Linked DNA regions of Mus musculus: regions 1, 2 and 3 are each linked to region 4. The links are chromatin contacts, called in public promoter capture Hi-C maps. All regions are on one chromosome and are shown on one strand. The core of a region is the stretch at or near the end of the contact, and the rest is flanking DNA. Distances in the headings are between cores, read along the strand shown. Region 1 overlaps Ubap1 (ubiquitin-associated protein 1). Region 2 overlaps Ubap1 (ubiquitin-associated protein 1). Region 3 has its middle 14 kb from the start of Gm25637. Region 4 overlaps Ubap2 (ubiquitin-associated protein 2).

Region 1 (5,492 bases), core at 2,333-4,832, 170 kb after region 4:
TACCCTGTAAAGTTAATAAATAACGGTTACACCTCTAAGCTGCTCCGTCTTATCCCTGAGTTCTTATCACTGGGTTCTTCTTCATTTTTCTTGTTCTGAGGTGAAAGTCTTTGATTACTTTCACATCACTGTTTTCTTTTTAGTTTTTCTATCAGGGTTAAATGATTGTTACATGTTGTGATACACACTCAATGTGGAAAACCTAGAAAACATACAGAAAAGAAAAAGCCTGAAGCCTGACTATAATCCTTGCTCCCAGTATTGTAAGGGTGTCCTGTCTTTCTTTGTTTCCAAAGCATATTGGTCTCTTTTAGAAAATGTCAGAGCTCATCAGGTCTATTTCGGCAAATTAATGCTGGGAGGATGTGAGCAAGCAGTGTTCTGGGTGAGCTGGGAGAAGGAAGGAACACACATAAGGAGCTCGCTGGGCACTGACATGCGCAGCGGGAGTCAGTGTGCTGTGTGCACCTTTCTGATTGGCTTTCCATCTTCAGCTAGATGTGCTGGGTGTGCACAGCCTTTAACAGTGAGGTCTGGTTTTCAAACACAGCTTGTGAACAATGATAGGCTGAAAATAGTGTCTGGTTAATTAGTAGACTCAAAAAGACTAATAACATTCAGGACTGATAAACTTAGTTTTCTTTTTTTTTTTTTAAAGATTTATTTATTTATTATATGTAAGTACACTGTAGTTGTCTTCAGATACACCAGAAGAGGGCATCAGATCTCATTACGGGTGGTTGTGAGCCACCATGTGGTTGCTGGGATTTGAACTTCGGACCTTCGGAAGAGCAGTCGGGTGCTCTTACCCACTGAGCCATCTCACCAGCCCCAAACTTAGTTTTCATAGACATGTTTTTAACTTACAAAATCAGGATTCTAATACTGTCACATTCACCTAAAATGTACAGTTTGTGTGTAGAGGCAGGTATACCAGGTCAGTGGTCAGGCAGAGTGCTCAAAGGTGATTTTTTTTTCTTTTGCAAGTTAACTTCAATTCAGCTTCTAGTGAGTTTGCTTTCTTGGTAGGCAGCTTGTGAAATAATTCTTTAAGGGCTGGGAATGTATCTTCATTGGTAGAGTGCTTGTCTAACAAGTGTGGCTCACCTATCACCTCGCAAACTCAGCATGGTCACAGGTCCGTCATCCCAGCACTCAAGTGGAGGCAGCGGCATCAGGATTTCAGGACCATCCTCAGCTATATAGTTAGTTTTTGCTAGCCTGGTCTACGCAAGACTATATTTCAAAAATACATTTTTTTCAATTATAATAAGCTTTGGGCTAGGCATGGTGATACAAGCCTTTAATCCTAGTACTTGGGGGCAGAGGCATGTGGATCTCTGAGTTTGAGGCCAGTCTGATCTACAGAGTGAATTCGAGCCAGCCAGAGCTACTATCTCATGCTGTAAAAGGCAATAAGGTGTGCAGACCCTATTCCAGAGATTCTTCAGTCTCCACAGTTGGAGCCAGTCAGAGATCTACACTGGCTTACCTAAATTAAATAAAACAAGTTTCTTACTCAGTTACTGTATAAGTAACTTATGCAGGTGTTACACGTTTGCCATTTACATCAGGAAGATCAGCTTAGTGATAGTTTTCTTTTATGACAGAGTCATTGATTGGTGACTGCCAGTATGTTATTCCTCCACTATTTCCTCAGCCTTCGGGTTTAATAAATATTTAAATTTCCTTTTAGAATTTTTTGGTTTTGAGGTAGAGCTGTTCTGTTTAGGCTAGCCTGAAACTCCACTGTGTAGCCTAGGCTGGCCTCACGTTCTCTGTGGTCCCCTGCCCCTGTCCCCATTTACAGACCACATGTTTCCTCCAGAACCCTCAGCTCTAGGAGCTACAGAGGCTTGTCAGGTAAAGGTGCTGATGCCAGGCTAGAAGCCTTGGGTGTCATCCCTGGGGCTCACATGATGGAGGAGAACATGGGCTCCACAGAGTTGTTCTCTGACCTCCAGACAAGCACTGTGCAGGCAGCACATGGGGATGTAACACAGTAGGAAAATGTAAGTTTAAGAATAGTGAAGCTCTCCTCTATTGGGCCTCCTTTGGAGGACTTGGGAGTGAAGCGTGAAGACCGAGTCCTGGAACATTAGTGCTCTGCTGTTGTTGTTTGTTTTTGTCTCTTGTTTATACTGTTTCAAGACATAGTGCCTAAGAAACCTTCCCTTCTTTTTCAGGTTCTAAATGGCTTCTAAGAAGTTGGGGACAGATGTTCATGGTGAGTGGTGTTAAATATTAAGATTTAAGCTATGATTTGATCAGGGAATTTGAGTTAATTTAGTATTATGTTATTGTTTCTTTATACTGAGCAGCCTGAGTAATATAGAGTTGTACAAAACAGCATGTGCATCTCAGGGCCTGCAGTTGTTTAAAAGGATTGCTTCAAATGCCTGCTTACACTGTGGCCTTCAGAGCTACACATGGGCCTGCCTCTTGTGCTTCAGCGTTAGTCCTTTTTCTGTTCATGGTTGTAGCTTCTCCATCTGTTTGGATGGAGGTTCTAAGCCTTTAGTTAATGAGGTCTGTTTTGGTCCTGCATCACACGCATGCCCCCCCATTCCCCAAAAGCAGTTTGCTGTGTCAGTTGGAGCGTTATGAAGGTACAAGTAAGATTTAGAGTGTTACACAGGAGCTCATTGTTTTGTTTCTCTCATCTTCCCCCTTCTTCCTGTGTGTGTGTGTGTGTGTGTGTGTGTTTCTCTGGGTATTGGACCTAGGGTATTTTTTTTTTTAAATGTTTTATGGGGGCTGGAGAGATGGCTCAGTGGTTAAGAGTACTGGCTGCTCTTCAGGAGGTTCTGAGTTCAAATCCCAGCAACCATATGGAGGCTCACAACCATCTGTAAAGAGACCTGATTCCCTCTTCTGGTGTCTGAAGACAGCTACAGTGAACTTACATAAAATAAATAAAATAAATCTTTGCTACATTATCAAAATCCTGTCTCAAAAAAATCAAGATTATCCCCAAACTATTTTTTTTGGACACGTGATCTCTTTGGCTCCTGAGGGTTGGGACTAAAGGAATGTGCCCATCACTGAACTAAGTTTTATTATTTGCACTTGTAGAGAATTTAGACTCCTAAATAGTTAAGATTAGACCATTTTGTTCTTTAGTAGGCACTTACCCAGAAGAATCCAAGACTTCAGATTTTTTTTTTTCCTCCTAAGACAGGGTTTCTCTGTGCAGCCCTGGCTGTCCTGGAACTCGCTCTGTAGACCAGGCTGGCCTCGAACTCAGAAATCCGCCTGCCTCTGCCTCCCAAGTGCTGGGACTAAAGGCATGCGCCACCGCCACCACCACCCGGAGACTTCAGATTTTTGTACAACTGATTTTCCATTTTAAAAACTGCATTGGGGGCTGGGAGAGCTGGCTCAGCAGTTGAGATAATAAATTAGTCATTCAGAGGAGTTAGGTTTGGTTCCCATCAGCCACAACTGCCCCAGTTCCACCATCTCCAGGGGATCCATTGCCTCTGTCTCCTTTGACACCTCACTAATATGGCATACACATACAGGCATGGTTTTAGACACTGCACATCATTGTGGCAGTGGTCCACTAGGCTGCACGGCAGCTTGTGCTGCAGAGCTCTTCTGAGCTGGAGTCACTCAGCTGTGTCAGAATGACGCAGCAGTTGTTGCTTACAAACTTTGTGAAATATCTTTGAAAATTTATATTGCCACACATACACATGTAAGTTGCATAATACTGTGTTTGTTCATGTGGTGTTACATCACTCAAACTGTGCAGTTCACAGTCAGTAGCTCAGGTGGGAGATCTTCCAGATACACTATCCTACTGAATAATCATGAGAGGATGTTGTCTAGCATCAGTAATTGTAGAGGGACACACGTGACTTGTACACATCTTACTTTCGGTTACTTGTTCTCTTTTTTCTTTGTATTGGTGGTGGTGGTGTCATTGATGTTGAGACAAGGTCTTAGTATGTAGCCTTGGCTAGCCTGGAGTTTGCTGTGTAGACCAGGCTGGCTTGGAACTCACAGAGGCTACCTACCCCAGCTTCCTAAGGGCTGGGTTAAAGCTGTGTGCTACTACATCTCCTATTATTATTACTATTATTATAAATTATTTTTTGTATATGAGTACACTGTAGCTGTACAGATGGTTCCAAACCTTCATTTGGTTGTTGGGACTTGAATTTTTAGGACCTCTGGTTAGCTCTGGTTAACCCTACTCGCTCTGGTCAACTCTGCTCGCTCAGTCCCTGCTTGCTCTGACCCAAAGATTTATTTATTATTATACATAAGTACACTGTAGCTGACTTCTGATACACCAGAAGAAGGCGTCAGATCTCATTACATGTGGTTGCTGGGAATTGAACTCAGGACCTCTGGAAGAGCAGTCAGTGCTCTTATCCACTGAGTCATCTCGCCAGCCCCTATAATTAATATTGATATTATGATGTATGTGCCTGTGTGTGCATGCCCATGGCATGAGTGGAAGTCAGTGAACAACTTCTCTCTTTCACCACATGGATTTAGGAGATTGTGGTAGCAAGCACTTTTGTTTTGTTTTGTTTTGTTTTTCGAGACAGGGTTTCTCTGTATAGCCCTGGCTGTCCTGGAACTCACTTGGTAGACCAGTCTGGCCTTGAACTCAGAAATCCGCCTGCCTCTGCCTCCCAAGTGCTGGGATTAAAGGCGTGCGCCACCACACCCTGCATGGTAGCAAGCACTTTTACCCACCGAGCCATTTTCTCTGGCCCTAACCTAACATTTTAAGTCTGTCTGTCTGTCTGTCTCTTTGCCTGTTTCTTTGCCCCCTCCCCCCCCATTCTCTCTGTGTGTGTAGTCCAGTCAACATCAGATGTCCTCCTCTGTTGCTTACTGCCTACTTTTTTTTTTTTTTTTTTTTTTAACACAGGGTCTCTCACTAAGACTGAGAGTAGTGGATTTGGCTAGAGTTTCTGGCCAGTGAGACCTCAGGCTCCTCCTGTCCCTGCTCCCCAAGCACTGTTATTTTCATGTGTGCCAGTGTGCCTGTTTTTGTTTTTTGTTTTTTTTTCCGAGAACAGGGTTTCTCTGTGTAGCCCTGGCTGTCCTGGAACTCACTTTGTAGACCAGGCTGGCCTCGAACTCAGAAATGCACCTGCCTCTGCCTCCCAAGTGCTGGGATTACAGGTGTGCACCACCACGCCTGGCAGTGTTTGAATTTTAAGTGGGTCCTCGAGATTTAAGACAAGCTTTCAGCCTGCACATAGAGTGCTTTACTTACCAAGCCATCGCCGTAGTCCTTAAACAGTTTTCTAAAAATAATTTCTCAATATTGTTGTGAAGTGGTTGACATGCTGGATGAGGAGGTCATGATACTGAGGACTGCCTCTGAGTGTGTGTTACAAATATTTTCATTAATTCCTAGAGAATTTCCTGTAATTTAGGTTTATCATATTCATCCCCCACTCTTTCCTGTAACTCTGCCCAGATCCATCTCTACCCGAGACCTCCAACTTTATGTCTTTAAAATA
Region 2 (5,330 bases), core at 960-3,459, 190 kb after region 4:
TGCATGCTTAGTACCTGGGGAGTTCAGCAGTGTCAGATTCCCTGGATCTGGAGTTATGGATAGTTTTAAGCTAGCATGTGGATGCTGGCAACCAAACCCAGGTTTTCTCTGCAACAAATAAATGCTCTTAACTGCTGAGCTCTCTCTCTAGCCTAAAGGTTTGCATTTTAATATTCACAAAGATACAACTAGATCAAAGAATTTTATCAGGCCTTCCTTCAGCCACACTTACTTGAAGGACAAAATACTCCCAAAGCACAGCTGTTAGGGGACTGCACTTTCTAAAAGTGTGTGTAATTTAGAAACATATACCCACATTCTAGCAGGTGTTCATGGGGCTTTTTAAAGGGAGAAGTACACATGGTGGAAGAATAGTCCTGGCATTTTGGCTGGGCTCATGTGAGAGCTGCCTTTACTTTTTTAGGAAGCTGTGTCTTGAGTCCACACAGAGTCTGCTCCTGAGAAGGGCCATATAATCTTGAGTCTGCAAAGTGGCTAGACTGCTTTAGCTTCTGATCTTCCATGGCTGCTGTAGCCTACTGAAGCCCCTAGGAATGGACTGCTTAGAGTATGTTACAGGTGACACAGTTCAGTGGAAGCTGTCAGCCTACATGCCTGTGATCCTCCTGGCTCTCTTCAGTTTGAGAACATGCGGTTATAGCAGAACTTGCTTTAGGACAGAGGACTGACTACTTACTGCCTTGCTTAAAAAGGAAACAAGGAAAATTATAAAATGTTTTCTTTGGTTCTTGGAAGCCTGCAATTTTGTTCCTGTGGCCTGGGAGTGAGCTGAGCTGCCTTTGTGCCTTAGGCTTCATTATCAGAGGTGAACCAATCAGGTGATACTAGGGAGGTCCGGTGGCAGGGAGCAGCATGCTTGTAGCCATGCAGTAGACTGCCTAGGAGTCTAGCCTAGTATGGCTAATACTCCTTCCTTCCATCTTCACTGCAAAGGACAGCAGCTTTAGCAGGGAATGAAGCCAAGTTATGTGGTATGAGGCAAAGGTAAGTGCCCTCAAAATCCTGAGGCCCTGAGCTAGCCATGACCAGTGAGAGGCAAGAGTGAGACTAGGATAGTCAGTTACAGAGTAGCAATGTCTGCAGTGACTGAGTCTTAACCAAAATAGAGTTAGGGGCTAATGAAAGGACACAGAGAAATCTGCACAGCCCTCAAACATTCATTCTGTAGGTAGGTTCAGACTCAGAACTGATTTTCAAGTTACAGGGATCAGGGCATGGAATAGCATGTGCTGTCTGAACATGCAGGAACTGCGGGTGAGGGCTCCAAGGGTTGCTGGTGTTTCCTAGCTTTTCTTTTTGGCTGGTACTCAGTACCTCTCTTCTTTCCAACCCACAATGCCTGGACAGCAACCTGGGCCTCAACTCATCTTACCGTGATCTTGTTTTTCTATTGTCAGGTAACCCCTCTAAATTTCTCAGTGTCACAAGTGCCCAACATGCCTAGCTGTCCCCAGGCCTATTTGGAACTGCAGGCACTGTCTCCGAGTGAGCGGCAATGTGTAGAGACAGTAGTCAACATGGGCTACTCATATGATTGTGTCCTGAGAGCCATGAGAAAGAAAGGAGAGAATATTGAGCAGGTGAGGTGCTGGTCTGTAAGGTGTGGGTGGGGGAGCATGGTGACCTCAAGTTAGAGTTGTGATCTTGAGGTCCTCAAGTGCCTGCAACTCCAGCCTCCTCCCGTGTGGGTATGTGGAGCCTTGGGCTATCATCAGGGACCAGAAGTTGAACAGTAGTCCTTGAGAGTCTGAGAAAGCCTGGGGGGTGGGAGGGCTGGATCTGTTGTCATTATCCACCCCTTTGTACCTCTAGAGAGTACAAAACTGAGCATATGGTTAGATCTACACTTCTTTTTGAGATAGGGTCTTGTGTAGGCCAGGCTGCTCCGAACTGAGGTAGCTGAGGCTGGCATTGGACTCAGTCCTGACCGCTAGCATTACAGATATATCCCACTACTCGGCTTACCTCTAGAAACTTTTGTCATGGCTGTGCAGGACGCTGTGAATAGCATACTATAGTCCTCTGCCTTGGGGACATTTTCTGACATGCACTGTATTTTTCTAGAAGACTATTATCCTACTCTGGCTGAGCTGATCTTCTGGGTTGAGTCAGCTGTGACAGTACCTCCTTTGGGATGTGGCTGCTCATTTCTAGAAGGGCGTGCCGGTTTGTTTACCAAGTCATTATTGAGGTTATGCTGTGCTAGGCAGTCTGGGCCTGATAACTGGGGAGGGACAGGGAGGCAGCTTCACACAGATGGTCTAAAGCTCTCGACTCAGGAGTAACAGGAGGAGCTCAAGCCTTGTTTCTTTCCTTAGATTCTCGACTATCTCTTTGCACACGGACAGCTTTGTGAGAAGGGTTTTGACCCTCTTTTAGTGGAAGAGGCTCTGGAAATGCACCAGTGTTCAGAAGAAAAGGTAAGAACCTTTATGCATTCACAGGAGCAGAGTTGACTGCTGTACTCCCTGGCCCCTGCACTGCCTTTTCTTACTAGTCACTGTAGGCAGAAGCAGTCAAAGACAGACTCCAGTGTCCAGACAAGGAGTCTTGCATTTAGTATAGATAAAACATGGAGTTGAATCCCAGTGATAGGAAGGGGAAGTAGAGTTGCGCTAAAAGCCAGGCTTTTGGAAGACAGTGACTGTTGATAGTCTTTTTGCCTTCCCTTCTATCTAGAAAGCATACTTTAGGGGTTAAATACTTTGTCTTGGTGGGAATATTCATGTGGGCAGGAGCTCGTCCAGAGGTCAGCAAGTGAATTGTTACTTTCGAGGGAACCTTAAAGACCCATGGGACTGCTTGAAGGAGGCAGAATCTTCACCTGCAGTATACACCTACATTCAGCTGCTCTGCGTGGCTCAACTCTTTCTGAAAAAAATTTGTTCTCCTTTATCCCATAGATGATGGAGTTTCTTCAGTTAATGAGCAAATTTAAGGAAATGGGCTTTGAACTGAAAGACATTAAGGAAGTTTTGCTATTACACAACAATGACCAGGACAATGCTCTGGAAGACCTCATGGCCCGGGCTGGAGCCAGCTGAGACCTGGCCCTGCTACGGCCCTGCCACAGCACCACCATTCCCCAAGGAGGCTCTGCACAGCTCACTTGTGGGGAAGACGGGACATGCTTCCAGATTTTCTTTGGGGGTTAGAAGGTCGGATGTGGAGTTGACACTTGTTAGTCTCTGTGAGCCCAGGCCTGAGCTGGGGGAAAGTAGGAAGATTTGGGCATATATGCTCTCTATTGGTTCCTTCCATATTAAACATACCTGTGTTTTGAGAAGTGTCCTTCCCACTTTGGGCTTTCAGAAGGAATACTTGGTTCTTTCTGGGGTCTCTAATGTTCTCAGCCAAAACCTGGCCTGGCTACCAAGAAGAGTGGGAAGACAGGAGGAGCAGACTGCTGCTGTTTTGGGGCTAGATCCTTTCCTCTCCTCTCTGCTGCACCACTGTCAGACTGGGCTCTAACCCAAGTGGAATGCAACTGAGAGGGTCTTCCTGGGCCCGCCTTCCCCGACAGCCCTAGTGTTACACTGGTTCTGGAGTGTCTCTGCGGTACAAAGATGCACTTTTCTTCATGGGGCAAAGTCTGCCTCTTCTGCCAGGCAGTTCCCATTTGCCCCTGTCCAGACTGTTTCTTTTGGCTTAGACCATAATCCTCTGCTGCCCGGGGCATTGGAGCCCCTGTGCTAGGAAGCTGTCAGTTTTGAGTATCATTGGCCCTTTCCAGCACATGGGTGAGAAAACAGGCCACGACTTGTCACTCAGCACTAACCCCCAGTTCTTGAACAGCCTCCTCCAGCCCTGCTTTAGGATGACACAATGAATAACACCTAGGCATAGAAACCAGTCTCTTTGGTTTGTTTGTATTATGTTCTACAATATTAAAGATCTAAATACAAAGGATATAATACAGTCTTGAATCTAAAGTAATTTGCTAACTATTTTGATTCTTCAGAGAACTACTAATAAAAATCTAAAAGGTATGCCATGCTGCCTTAACCTCTTTATTTTGAAAAATGGTTTGACTCAGGACAGTGGGTAGATTACGGGTAGCACAGTCATTTCTGGCCTGGAACAGAGCCTAGTTGTCCCTTTCATATCAGTATCCTTTTCCCACTGAGGGCCTATGGGACTCAGAGGCTGGCCATCCTGTCTCATCTTTTTTTTTTTGTTTTTTTGGTTTTTTTTTGTTTTATAAATACAGACTCTCTAAACCTGGTCTAGTGCAGCCTGTGGAACAAGGGTATATGCTTTCTTGCTAAAGTGGAGAAGGGGTATACAGGTTTTGAGGTATCCTTTAAAATATGACAAGTCAAGTCCCTTTGCTTGTGACTACTACCAGTCACAGGCAAGGTTAAAGTGCTTCCCCGGCTCTCAGTGGTGCTCCTATAGCTGACAGTTCATCCTTAAAATTTCTAGTACTTATCTTTAGTAGAATCCCACATCCTTTTGGTGTTCTTGGTTGGGAATGGCCTCTGATTTTTAGTGGTTATGTGAGAGGCCTTAAGCTAGGAACAGGCTGCCATCTGGTGGTCAGTTCAAGCACTGCCCGTGGCTGCCAGACAAGCCTTTCAGCTCTTTTATAGAGCCAGACCTCACTATAGTCCAGGTTTAGACCATAATCCTCTGCTGCCCGGCTAATTCCTTTGAATTTAGTCCTCAGCATCCCAGATGCTGGGGTTACACATGAACAGTGTCACACCTGGCTTATCTTGGCTTTTTAAATATAACATCCTAAAACCATAGAGTTCTTAAATGTATGTGGTAATGGCTTCAGGGCCCAGGCTGTGACACATGAATCTCAGGTTAACTCAGGAAGACCTATGAAACTAACGGACTCTTGGAGGCTGTTTCCCTTGGGGTTCTCTCTGTTTAAAAGGTGATACAAGAGATGGGAAGATGGTTCAGTTAGTGTATGTGGTACAAGCATAAGAACTGCGTAGAAAGCCTGGAGTAGCTGGTTGTAATGGTGTATGCTACATCTTTAATCTTGGCATTTGTGAGGCAGGACTACTTTGTGAGCTGGTCTACATAGAGAACTCCAGGACTGCATAGAGAGGCACTGTCTCAAAAGAAAGCCTGGAGCGGTGGTCTGAGAAGGGAAGGGAGAGACAAGAATTTTGGACTTGTTGGCTAATCAGTCTGGGTAGATCAACAGGGAGACACTTGCTTCAAAAATAAGGTAGAGAATGATTTGAGGGTACCTGGTAACATCTGTCCTGCACACACAGCAATACAGCAAGAACTCATTTGAAGAGATGTGTGTTTGTTGCTGTGTCAGAAGATTCAGACTGCTGACTGTA
Region 3 (5,616 bases), core at 2,795-5,294, 130 kb before region 4:
GATGGGGCTGATTGATGGCTCAGTGGTTAGGAGCACTGACTGCTTTTCTAGAGGTCCTGAATTCAATTCCCAACAGCCACCATGTGACCTCACCATCTATAATGGGATCCCTGGGAGAGACTAATTCTCCTTCTCCCAGATGTCATTAGTTACCTATAGTTCTTAGTTTAGGGATGGGACATGTCTTAGTTAGGGTTTCACATTGCCGTGAAGAGAGACCAAGGCAACTCTTTTTTTTTTTTAAAGATTTATTTATTTATTATATGTAAGTACACTGTAGCTGTCTTCAGACACTCCAGAAGAGGGCGTCAGATCTTGTTACAGATGGTTGTGAGCCACCATGTGGTTGCTGAGATTTGAACTCCGGACCTTCGGAAGAGCAGTCGGGTGCTCTTACCCACTGAGCCATCTCACCAGCCCCCAAGGCAACTCTTATGAGTTACATTTAATTGGGGCCAGTTTACACTTTCAGAGGTTCAGTCCATTATCATCATGGCAGGAAGCATGGCAAGTGTGCAGGCAGACACGGTGCTGGAGGAGCTGAGAGTTCTGCATCTTGATCTGAAGGCAGAGAGGAGAGACTGTCTTACGGGTAGCTAGGAGGAGGGTCTCCTGCACAGGGCAGAGCCTGAGCTTCGTACCTCAAAGCCTGCCTACACAGTGACACACTTCCCCTACAAGGCCATACTTTCTGGAAGTGCCCTTTCCTGGGAGCTGAGTTTATTCAAACCATCACAGGACCCCATGAAGTTTCCCTCTTCACATTACCATGCTGCTATAGCCATTTCTAGGAAAGACAGTTTCACGGAAGACCACAGCACCTACGATCTTTAGGCCCCCTCTCCCTCGATGTTCCCTGAGCCACAGATGCAGGAGCAGTGCTATAGATGTATCTGCTGGGGCTGTGTGCCACACAGTCCGCCCATGGATCTCTGCACTGTCTCCATTTGCTGTACAGAGGCTCTGAAGGGGAGGTAGCTCCTCTGTGGGAGAGAGCAGGACTAGAGAGTAACATCTAGTATCTCCACTTTGCTGACTAAATGATACTTTTGCAAGCCTCACAAGTCCGTCTGCTTCACATTCAGTGTGAGTGGATAGTGGATTCAGGATGTCAGCCTGGTCCTTCCATGTCAAGTTCCCCCATCTTCTTATCTTACACCATCTGATAATTTCCTTGACTTTATCTATCTATCTATCATCTATCTATCTATCTATCTATCTATCTATCTATTTATGATAGATATCATTTAGCCCAGGCTAGCCTCGAATTTGCTATGTAGCCAAGGGGTGACCTTCCTGCCTCCACTCTACCAACTGAGCTATATCCTCAGCCTTCCTTTGAATTTTACCTAAATCAATTTAAAAAGTCTTCCAGAATAAAGCTTTTTGTTTTTCTGAGAGAAGGACTCATGTAGCCCAAGCTTACTGTGCAGCTAAGGATAACCTTGGACCTGACTCACTTCCGAAGTGTTGAGTTTATAAATGAATGCTACCTACCACACCTGGCTAAAACGCCCCCCCCCCCCCCGGGAAATAAAGGATCTAACAAGAGTAGAGATTTTTTCTGTCAGAGTAAGTGGAATAGCAGAGGAGTCAGGTTGAGGGACTTTCACCCTCATGAAAGGATGGGAGAAAAGCCTGAGCATGCATCTCAGAGATAGAGCGCTTACTTACACAGCATGTAAGATGCCTGATGAGTCCTACGCCTAGATCCATCCTCTCTCTCTCTCTTTCTCTCTCCCCCCCCCCCTCTCTCTCTCTCGATGGACTAAGAGCGAGAGCAGGGGAGCAGCATAGGAGCCTCCTGGCCGGAGCCTGTGCTAGCTTGTTGGAGGCATCCTTATTCAGGGGTACTCCTGTGTCTGTGTGGTGAGTCCTTTGTGGCTCAGGCTTTGTAGACGGGATCCTGTGAGCTTAACTGCAGCTCAGCCCTTTCATTTGTACTGGTGAGTTTTAGTGCAAGACTTATGTGGGTATCGGCACCAATGCTGGCAGAGTAGATTGAGTTGCTATGGAGTGTGGTAGGTGCCTGGTAGTTTTCAGTGCTAGGTGAGAGACTATTGAGCAAGAGTCTGCTGCCAGTCCCTGACCCTGAGTCCAGCAGTAGGATGTTATATGCTCATTTCCCAGGCAGTGAGATAGATTGCCAGCATGTGGGGCTGGCCGACCAGCCCTTCCCTTTGCAGCCTGGCCTCTCAGCTTGAACCCCTGGCATAGTCAAGAGGTCCGGCAGCCTCAGGCACTCTCCAATCTCCAGTGTAATCAGCTGGCAGCTGGCTCAAAATCACTGGACTGTTGTGGGGGATCCAGGTGTGACAAGGCCTGATCAGGCTGCCTTTTAAGGACACTGGACCTCCTGAGCTCTTTGGGAACAGGGATTCCAGGATCCTTCCTTCAGAGGGAACCCAGCAAGTGCACGATAACTGGATGCTGAAAGACCCGAGTCCTCTCTGCCCTCGGTGGAAGAGAAATCGTTTATGCTGGAGAGCAGCCTGTCTGCAAGTAGAATGGGGAGAGTCTCTTAGGCATCTGCATGAATTCACGCCTCCAAGATCCTAGGAGAAGATGGTCCTGTCTCTACTTCCAGGCTGTTAGCACCTCGGGGCAACCTGGCCCAGTTAGCCTGGGCATAACAAGCCTCAAGTCTTTCTTTCCTGCAGCAGCCAGCCTGAACCCCCTCCCCACCACGTGTGACAACTGGGGTGGGGGTAAGTGTTGGGGGCAACTCTTAACCCTCAGACTCTGCCCCCTTCTACATGAGGCTTGTACTGGCGCCCCCTACTGGTGGTCTATGCAGATTTCTTGGGCTGGAGATCCCTGCAGGCACCAGCCAGCTGGGAACCCCCACCTAACTAGAAAACTCCGCCTCGCTTTGAGAATCTTGTCCGCCTGGCTTTAGCCCCGGGGTCCTCCTCTAAAGGAGATACTTGGCTCCAATCAGGGCAGCCCACACACTTTCCTGTGGCTTCCAAGTTTTCTTACCCGCCGCTTGTCACCTGTACCTGCTTCACTTCTTGCTGTGTTGACTTCAGCGCCATCTCTGTTTGCTGTGGCTAAGCCTACATACGGAGTGAGGAGGAAATCTCTGAACTGAAAGTGTGAAGCTAAAAGGCAACAAGCGAGTGTGGGGGTGGGAAACCGAGGGAGGGACAGAACCTAGTCCGGGCTTCTCAGCTGGGGGAGAGCAATTGTTCAACACCACCACCCCATTCCCCACCTCTGGGACACAGCCTAGGGGCAGGGATGGGTGGAGAGACTTTCCCAGCCTCACTACTGGCAGGTCCTAACCTGTTACATAGCTAATTTGTTTTTGAAGCTCAGCCCCAGAACGCTAATGTTTCGAGGCTCCAAAAGGCTAAACGCACAGTTCAACAGAGTACAAATCCTCTCTCCCTTGCCGCCCTTAATCCTTCTATTACATTACTCAAGGAACGCCAGTCACCACTGTGGAAGACACAGTCTTCCCAATTTCCCATATACCCATGACAGCCATGACAGTTCACAAGGGTTGCATGGCAACCCTAAAGGGACTACTACCCCTCTGGTTTTTGTTTTTGTTCTTGTTTTTGTTTTGAAAGATTGATTTATTTATTTTATGTACATGAGTACACTGTAGCTGTACAGATGGCTGTGAGCCTTCATGTAGTTGCCAGGAGTTGAATTTAGGACCTCTGATGGCTCAAGTTGACCCTGCTCACTTCGGTCAACCCTGCTTGCTCAGACCCTGTTTGCTCTGGCCCAAAGATTTATTTGTTATTATAAATAAGGGCACTGTAGCTGACTTCAGATACCCCAGAAGAGGGCGTCAAATCTCATTATGGGTGGTTTGTGAGCCACCATGTGGTGGCTGGGATTTGAACTCAGGACCTCTGGAAGAGCAGTCAGTGCTCTTACCTGCTGAGCCATCTCTCCAGCCCTACCCCTCTGCTTTTTAGAGTGGACAAGTTAAAGAAACCTCTGACAGTCACTGTGTGACAGCCTGGGGTAGTCCATACTTCCTGGCTCCTGGCCCAGACTCTTTGCCCCACTTCAGGCGTCTCTCAAATCACAGAGCAAACCAGGAAGGCAGAACCAGGCCACAGGCATTGGGGCAGGGGCCAGCATGTCCACTTCTGGTGTATGCACGCAACACAGGCCTGTGCAGAAACCACTCTCCAAGCAAGTTCCATGGGCAACCTGAGGCTCTCTGTGTATTCCCACAGAGCAGACAGTGTGCAGAAAGGTGAGACGGAGCTCTGACATCTGAATCCACCACCACCTTCCGTTCTTGCTCCTGTAGGTCCGAGATTGTGGCCTATAGCCTGTGTATGCCCTCTCATGGACAGGGTGTGAGAGCTGCCATGACCTGCAGGGGAGGGGGGCTTAAAGAATAAATAGGAAAGTTGCCAGCCATCATCATCATAGACTTAGGGTGTCTGGCTTTGCCAGCTGTGCCAGCCAGGCTCTTTGAGAAAGGAGCTGTCATTGGCACCTTGCCACCACCAAGGCCTCCTTACCTAGTGGCTCACCAGGATTTGAAGCTACACCCCACATTTCTGCCCACATACTATTTGCTCCTTTACAGTGCCTCTGCCTCAATTACCCAGATAGGCCGTCCCAGCTGCATGCATGGTGATATCCTGTTTACATACAGATCCAAGTCGCAACACGACATATCTAGCTATAGAGATGGGCAGGGGTGCTACATTCTGTAGACCTCTGCCACTTCCTGAACAGTCATAATAGGATAAGGGATGAGTCATCTGCCAGGTTTTGGGATCTGCTGAGCCATCAACATAGGAAGCTCCAAGCTCCCTGGAACAACCCTCTGCCTCCACTCTGCCTCCACATCTAGCCAGGCCTCCTAGACTAAAGGCAAATCTCCTATAAAAAACTATTTAATTTCATACATGTGAACAAAGAACCTCTGTTCTTTTAAAACATATATATGATAGGTCAGAGGTGTAGCTCAGTGGTATAGCGCATAGCGCAAACTTAGCAAGTACAAGGTACTAGATTTAGTCCCCGGTGTACACGTACACTCACAAACACACACACTGGGGTGGAGTAGCTAACTTCTCTATGCTTCAAGGGCTATCAGCCAGCGTTTGCTTAGCCCAAATGCCCTGTAGGAAACACCTTCAGGATAAACTATCCCAACAGCAAGTAACTTTTGAGAGAAATGGTTTATCTAAGTTCACAATCCTACACTCTAGCCCATCACCACAGAGAAGTTACAGCATCAGTAGCTACAGGTGGCTGATCACATCATAGCCACAGATAAGAACACAGAGGAGTAAACACATCTCTGCTTGCTTGCTCTTACTTAGCTAAGCTTTCTTCTCGTATACAGTATAAGACGCCAGGCCTAGGGAATTGTGCAACCCTTAATGGACGGTGTCTTCCCACACCAGTTCAGGTACTCAAGAGAAGTCTTCAGGGGCCCACCTGATCTAGACAATTCCTCAATTAATATTCTTTTCAGGAGATTGTAGTTGTCAGAACTAACCACCACACTGGCCATCATAACTACTCTTACAGAGTTCCTCTCTCTCTCTCTCTCTCTCTCTCTCTCTCTCTCTCTCTCTCTCTCTCTCTCTCTCTCTCCCCTGGAACTAAATTAGTTCCTTATAGTCT
Region 4 (5,671 bases), core at 2,459-4,958:
GCTTCCCCTTTAGTGGTTTGTCTCTTTCTGCCCACCTGTCTAATAAAACTGTGAAATAAAAAATACCTGTATTGCTATTTCCCCATGGATCGACCCTAGCCCCTTGCTAGTTAAAAAATACATCTCATTACCTTAATAATTCTCAGGTCTCCGCTAGAAAGTTAAAGGCACTCCTTGGGCTCCACTGACCTTTTCTTAGAAACTAACTACTCTCAGCCATACTTTCTTTTAAGATAGAAGGTTAAGGGCAAGGACATTTGTTTAATTTGCCTGACGGGTGTTGCCCACCCTGTGCCAACAGAGCTCACCTTGTGCTCATAGTCCAGCAAGAGCATGGCGAGCAGCAGCACCGTGACTCAGTCTGCACACTCAGGTGGCAGAAGAAGGCGCAAGGAGAAAACGGGGGCCCGTTTCAGTCAGATGCTTGCCTTAACTATGGGTCAAAACCTTTAAGTGTCTGATGGCTTGATCACTAACTATGCCGTGATCACCAATTCTCCCCCAAAACGTTGAGACCATTAAAGAACTGCTTTTTAAAAAAGTGTCCCACATATAGATATGTCCAGTCTCAAACTCAGTAAACCCCTGCCTACCTAAGGAGCCCACCTAAAACATCCTGAATGAGGCACGCACACTCTTCTTTCCTCTAGCCTGGTCTCACACAGTGGAGCTGGAGAGCCCCAACACTTCAGGGTACTGAATATTCCCTGCCCCCAACCTCTGACTTAACCAACAGCCACAGGCAGTGGTAGGACAGGTGACTGTCAGCGGCAGCTCTCCAGCTCTGAGTCTGGGCACTCGGCTTCTTCCCAGACTAGGCAGGTGGGGTTTGGACAGCACTATCTCAGCACTCTGTTCTCTGGGCCCATGAACTTGACTATTGACTAGGCCCAGCTTAGGCCCTGAAGAAAGAAGGGAACAGCAATTCAAGTGACCCTCCCTGTGAGGCAGTGCCTCTCCCAAGCCACCCCCTTAGCCAGAACACGGAGACCAAGAATGCTCTCAGGATTTTATTAGGTGGAGTTTGGGTGAGAGAAAACCCTGAAACAGCTGTCCACCTGGCTCAGGACAACTGGGATGGGGGAGCCTTTGATTGCAGACAGGCTTTCACTGAGATGGATGGAAGCAGATCTTTGATTTCTTTATAAGGGAGCTGACTGGCTGCACATCTCTGAGACCTAGTGCAGATTTTGTTTTTAAATGTTGGTTAGAAAGACAAGTCCCCAGAGCAGGACCAGACCCAAAGCGGAAGCCCTGCTGTGCGCAGACGGACAGGCTTCTGCTGTGCGCAGACGGACAGGCTTCTGCTGGACAGGGGTTATTTCTTCTGTTTCCAGATTAAGATTTGTTAGAAGAGGGACCATGACAAATGACAGAAGGATCAGTTTTTCAAACACAAGGATGAAGTAATTACAGAGGAGAAAACATAATGGTTCACAGGGAATGAGATAAGTCGTGATTCTTCATTGGTACTGACCTGGCCCCAAACCACCAGTCCTTCAGTGGCACACCCAGCAGCCCACTGAGCTGGGGCCACATGGAAGATCTGAAGGCAGAGGGGTCGGAGTGGGGCCTACTTGGCTATGGTAAGGGTGTCTGGACTGGGAGCACACACTTGTGTGCTACCCGTGACCACAGCCCAGCTCCTCCAGGCTTGTATCACATTTACAAGTACATACATAAATACATTACACACAGCAGAGGGTCTGGGAGGCAGGCTTCCCACAGGGCTCAGCTGACAGTTGTCTCAGGATCCCAGCAAGGGCACGGGGCTCCAGGAAGGTGCTCCATGTGTTCCCTCCTGCCCAGAGCCCACCCCCTCCTTTTCAGGGTCTAGTTTGTCCAGTATGGAGCGCTGCCGTAGGTGGGTTTGGAGGCTTGAGACTTGGGCTGAAGGGAGCTGGGCTGGCTGCGCTGACCAGAGCCGCTCTGAGGAGGAAGAGGAGAAAAGGCTATAAAGGCTGGAACAGAACCCCAGGCCCCACGTGGGGAGGCTGCCTCCATCACTGCGCTCACCGGGGCATCCTGCTGTAGGTGGTGGTGCAACAGCTGGGAGTGGGGCTGCTGGTGGGCCGGCATGATGTGCAGGAACGGGGCAGGCGCGTAGCCGGGGGCCGCTGCAGGGGCCAGGGGCCCGGTGGAGCCCAAGGCAGACGGCAGGCTGAATGGTGGAGGAGTCCCGGCATGAAATCCCTGCTTGTCAAAAGTCTGTAGGATAAAGATGGCAATGCCGTCAGGTTGAACTGCACTCTTCGCCCATCTAACTGTGCCCACCTTTGTGCGACCTCACCTGTGTCTTGTTGTAGACGGAACCAGTCATATCAGGTAAGCCAGTGCCTGAAGATACTGACACTCCTAGGAAAAAAAACAGCTGTCACACAGGAGACTACTACTCCAGGTTCCAGTCCCGGAGAGGAGCTGACATTACCTTTGCCAGGCCCAGAACCAGTCGACTTGTTTGGTGCCTGAGATGATCCACCATAGCCACCCTTGGTGTAGTCTCCTGCTGCCGTCCCCTGGGTCAAATCGTCATAACCTAGGATGACAGGGCACAAGAGGCATGTGTGGGCTAAGCAGGTCTCTCTGAGCATGTGCCGCTCAGTACTGGGAGTGATGCAGTCCTTACCTGTGCTGTAAGCGTGCTGCCCATAGCCACTGGCCTGCTGGAAAGGGGTCGGGGGAGTGCTGAGGGCCACACCGTGCTGCTTCGCTGAGGTTGGAGGGACCTGATTGGACAAACAGGCGAGGTTTGAGTGTAAGAATAATGCAAAGAGGAGATCAGCCTTGGCTTGAGCGTCAGGCAAAAATAAGTCAGAACGCAGAGAACCACTAGTTTCCTAAGTGCAATCCATGATGAATCTAAAGGAGCTGGGAAATACAATCTGACCCCTGAACCAAGGCTGGCTGCAACTCAATGGGCTCGTGGCTGCATCATCTGCTGCTGATAGATGCTGGAAAACATCCCCAAAGTTTCAACTTTTGAAGAACCCATAGCCCAGGAAATACTCACAAACATAGTAGGCCCATACTGGAAGGCACTGGGCACGCCTGTGTAGTAGGGGAGGCCGGTATAGCTGTAGCCAGGTGGCAGACCAGGATTCAAAAAGGGCTGCTGGGCCGTGTGGTGGGTCTGAGACTGGCTCTGCTGGGCCTGAGCTGGGGTCGTTGGAGGTGCAGGGGATGCAGAGTCTCCTCGGCCAAACTTTGTGACGTCACCTAGAAGAACAACGACCCTTGTATTACCAGGGGAAAGGCCAGGCTAGCTGTTACAAACAGGAATAGCTCATACTGCCAGCTCAAGTACTCACACCTTCAAAGACTGCCTCAGCCCGCCTCATCCACCTTCTGGCCTCCTGTGGCTAGACAGGACAGCCCATCACCTCCCCAACTCTTGCCCGCTGAGCCAACTAACCTGAATATGGATTATTAGCTAGATTCCCATCTCGGCTGGCAAGGGCTGTGGGTGCTGCAAAGGGAATTCCATAGTAATCCTAGGAAAGACCAAGGAGACTCACTGAGCAATGGTCTCACCCCATCCCCAGAGAGCAGATCCAGGTGGCAGAACATGTATGCACACTCTGGGTGATGCCACACTCCCAGAACAGGCAGCTGTCCAGAGAGCTGCATGTATGACAGTACCCTGGGTGTGTGCAGCTCAGAACCTCTGCTTTAGCTGACAGCATGTGGGCAGATTGCCAAACCCTAATGCCTGAACCAGACACAATCAATCTCACAACTCTTTTCACAGCACATACGGAGACTTGGTAAATGCTACAGGCCAAACCAACTGTACTGGTCCTTACTGAGTGAGAGACTAAAGGAACAGCCATGGGAATGGTAAAAGAGGCCAAGCCTAAGAGACTTAAAGAGGGGCAGAAAGCAATGCTAGGCAGGCATAAGACCATGGGTCTAGCTTCTGCCAACTCCTTTAGCTACAGCAACAGAGCTAAATGGCAGGGGAGAATGGCAGGTACAACAGTGCAAACACAGGCCACCAAAGCTGCACTCTGGAGGAAGAAACTCTGCCCTGGCCCTCACCACCCAGGGCCCTGGGCCGTCTGAGCTGAGTCACGCTAGTCAAGAACACATAGCTGGGAATGGCTCTCACATTCCTTAGGCTGCAGGTCTAGGCAAACTCCAAGAAAACATGGAATCCTCAGCCAGAATTCTAAGAGGCAAAAAGAACTAGCCAAATGACAAGGAACTTGCAGGGACTAGCTGGAGACAAAGGAGACTAGTAGGAAGGAGGCCCACAAGGGAGCACCTTCACAGACAAGGAAATCCAAAGGCAGCAGTTTAGCCCCAAAGAAAGGCTAAACACGACCCAAGAAAAAATGTAAAGCTTGTTTCCACTGCGGACTCTCTAAAGATGTCCTCTAAGATATAACTTTTAAAACAGAAAAGGGAGAGGCTGGAGAAATGGCTCAGTGGTTAAAAAAGCTGGGTGCTCTTCCAGTAACCTATGTGGCGGCTTACAACTGTGACACTTCAGCTGCAGGGATACGATGGCTTCTGTCCTGTGGTTAGGCACACAATGGTGCATCTGCAGAAATCCTAGCCCAACTTGTATACCCAGAAAATCCAAGGAAAAGGAGACTCATGGTATGGGTGGAGAGGCAAGAAAAGCCCCTAAGGACAGATGCAGCTGTGAGTGTCACTTCAGGCTATCTTGGATGCTACCCAGGGGTCCTTCTACATCCTGTTAGACTCAACAGACCCTCAGCCAGCCTCTCCCTCAGACAGGACTCCACTCGATCAAGTGGAGGCGCTACCTGCAGCGGCTCACTCTGGGCGGCCTGGCAGAAGACAAGGAACCCAGCAACAGGAGTGGGTGTAGGCAAGAAGTAGGCACGACAGCAAGCACAGGCAGCCCGTGCCCGGGCAGTCACATCCTCTGAGAACATCAAAGACCACATTCTGTGTCTGTGACTGACAGATTCCCTACAAAGTATAAGGCTGAGACTGTCTACCTAGAGGGCACTCTTGCTTGTGTGGAGATGGCCTGCCCCTGCTTCCTTGCTTCTCATCTCACGGTGGCTTTCCCACAGTATCCATTACTTTATTCCTAGGCCCAGGGTCAGAGGACAGACAACCCTGGACGAGGTGAAGTAGTAGCAGCACTTGGGCCAGCATTCTTGTAAGTAAGGGCGAAGGCTAGACCCAGATGATACTTTATAAAGTCAGCCAGGGTACGCTGCTCCTCCTCCTAGGGCAGAACAGCAATGCTCTCCTCGTGAATGCAGCCCTGTGCCCAAGCATGAGAGGAAGACAGTATGACATTTCCAGGCACAACTCACAAGTCTTAGATTGTATGATAAGTTTGTTCTCAGAATGTAGCCTAGTCTAGTCTTTTTTTTTTTTACCCGCCCTGGTTTTTCGAGACAGGGTTTCTCTGTATACCCCTGGCTGTCCTGGAACTCACTTTGTAGACCAGGTTGGCCTCGAACTCAGAAATCCGCCTGCCTCTGCCTCCCTAGTGCTGGGATTAAAGGTGTGCATCACCGGCTTCTAGGCTAGTCTTGAACTCAAGCTTAGTCTCTCAAATGCCAGGATTACAGGAACATATCTCCATGTTCAGCTGTTTTTAGTATTTGGTTGTTTTTGTTGTTGTATTGTTTTGTTTTTAATGGAGCAGGAAAATAAGATAATACATTTGGTACGAGCTATGCAT

The links. Capture Hi-C pulls out chosen DNA fragments and counts their contacts.
Region 1: a promoter capture Hi-C map of adipose tissue shows a contact between it and region 4. The contact joins two enhancer-like sites. A contact is called at or near these places in 10 of 39 promoter capture datasets (the C10 cell line, the HPC-7 cell line, cranial neural crest and 7 more), 2 of 484 Hi-C or Micro-C datasets (the C2C12 cell line and granulosa cells), 2 of 115 datasets of contacts at active chromatin or transcription factors (embryonic stem cells and microglia) and 3 of 9 other capture datasets (adipose tissue, liver and pancreatic islet).
Region 2: a promoter capture Hi-C map of adipose tissue shows a contact between it and region 4. The contact joins two enhancer-like sites. A contact is called at or near these places in 25 of 39 promoter capture datasets (the 3T3-L1 cell line, 3T3-L1-derived adipocytes, the C10 cell line and 14 more), 14 of 484 Hi-C or Micro-C datasets (B cells, the C2C12 cell line, Th17 cells and 7 more), 8 of 115 datasets of contacts at active chromatin or transcription factors (the 230-238 cell line, cardiomyocytes, differentiating embryonic stem cells and 3 more) and 4 of 9 other capture datasets (adipose tissue, embryonic stem cells, liver and 1 more).
Region 3: a contact with region 4 is called in a promoter capture Hi-C map of adipose tissue. The contact joins two enhancer-like sites. A contact is called at or near these places in 11 of 39 promoter capture datasets (the C10 cell line, the HPC-7 cell line, cranial neural crest and 7 more), 1 of 15 datasets of contacts at CTCF or cohesin (embryonic stem cells), 12 of 484 Hi-C or Micro-C datasets (B cells, the G1E-ER4 cell line, bone marrow-derived macrophages and 8 more), 9 of 115 datasets of contacts at active chromatin or transcription factors (double positive thymocytes, embryonic basal ganglia, embryonic limb bud and 3 more) and 3 of 9 other capture datasets (adipose tissue, liver and pancreatic islet).

What each region holds. Positions count from the first base shown.
Region 1 is chr4:41,364,704-41,370,195 of GRCm38.p6, forward strand. It overlaps Ubap1 (ubiquitin-associated protein 1), which reads left to right. Exons shown (of 7, transcript NM_023305.3): 2 at 2,187-2,227. The coding sequence starts at 2,194. Among named protein-coding and RNA genes, the nearest start is that of Ubap1, 18 kb to the left of the region's middle. Within about 2 kb of position 3,583, at least 63 of the 459 cell types and tissues checked have an H3K27ac peak or open chromatin away from gene starts, as enhancers often do. A contact at or near this core is called in adipose tissue, where this site is marked.
Region 2 is chr4:41,385,757-41,391,086 of GRCm38.p6, forward strand. Ubap1 (ubiquitin-associated protein 1) reads left to right here. Exons shown (of 7, transcript NM_023305.3): 5 at 1,419-1,601; 6 at 2,340-2,441; 7 at 2,925-4,010. The coding sequence ends at 3,065. It overlaps Kif24 (kinesin family member 24), which reads right to left. Exons shown (of 13, transcript NM_024241.2): 13 at 4,992-5,330. Among named protein-coding and RNA genes, the nearest start is that of Ubap1, 39 kb to the left of the region's middle. Within about 2 kb of position 2,210, at least 72 of the 459 cell types and tissues checked have an H3K27ac peak or open chromatin away from gene starts, as enhancers often do. A contact at or near this core is called in adipose tissue, where this site is marked.
Region 3 is chr4:41,061,332-41,066,947 of GRCm38.p6, forward strand. No RefSeq gene overlaps it. Among named protein-coding and RNA genes, the nearest start is that of Gm25637, 14 kb to the left of the region's middle. Within about 2 kb of position 4,045, at least 38 of the 459 cell types and tissues checked have an H3K27ac peak or open chromatin away from gene starts, as enhancers often do. A contact at or near this core is called in adipose tissue, where this site is marked.
Region 4 is chr4:41,193,318-41,198,988 of GRCm38.p6, forward strand. It overlaps Ubap2 (ubiquitin-associated protein 2), which reads right to left. Exons shown (of 29, transcript NM_026872.1): 23 at 3,413-3,491; 24 at 3,011-3,216; 25 at 2,627-2,726; 26 at 2,429-2,536; 27 at 2,291-2,355; 28 at 2,017-2,208; 29 at 998-1,929. The coding sequence ends at 1,834. It overlaps Ube2r2 (ubiquitin-conjugating enzyme E2R 2), which reads left to right. Exons shown (of 5, transcript NM_026275.4): 5 at 1-53. Among named protein-coding and RNA genes, the nearest start is that of Gm22888, 7.0 kb to the right of the region's middle. Within about 2 kb of position 3,709, at least 50 of the 459 cell types and tissues checked have an H3K27ac peak or open chromatin away from gene starts, as enhancers often do. A contact at or near this core is called in adipose tissue, where this site is marked.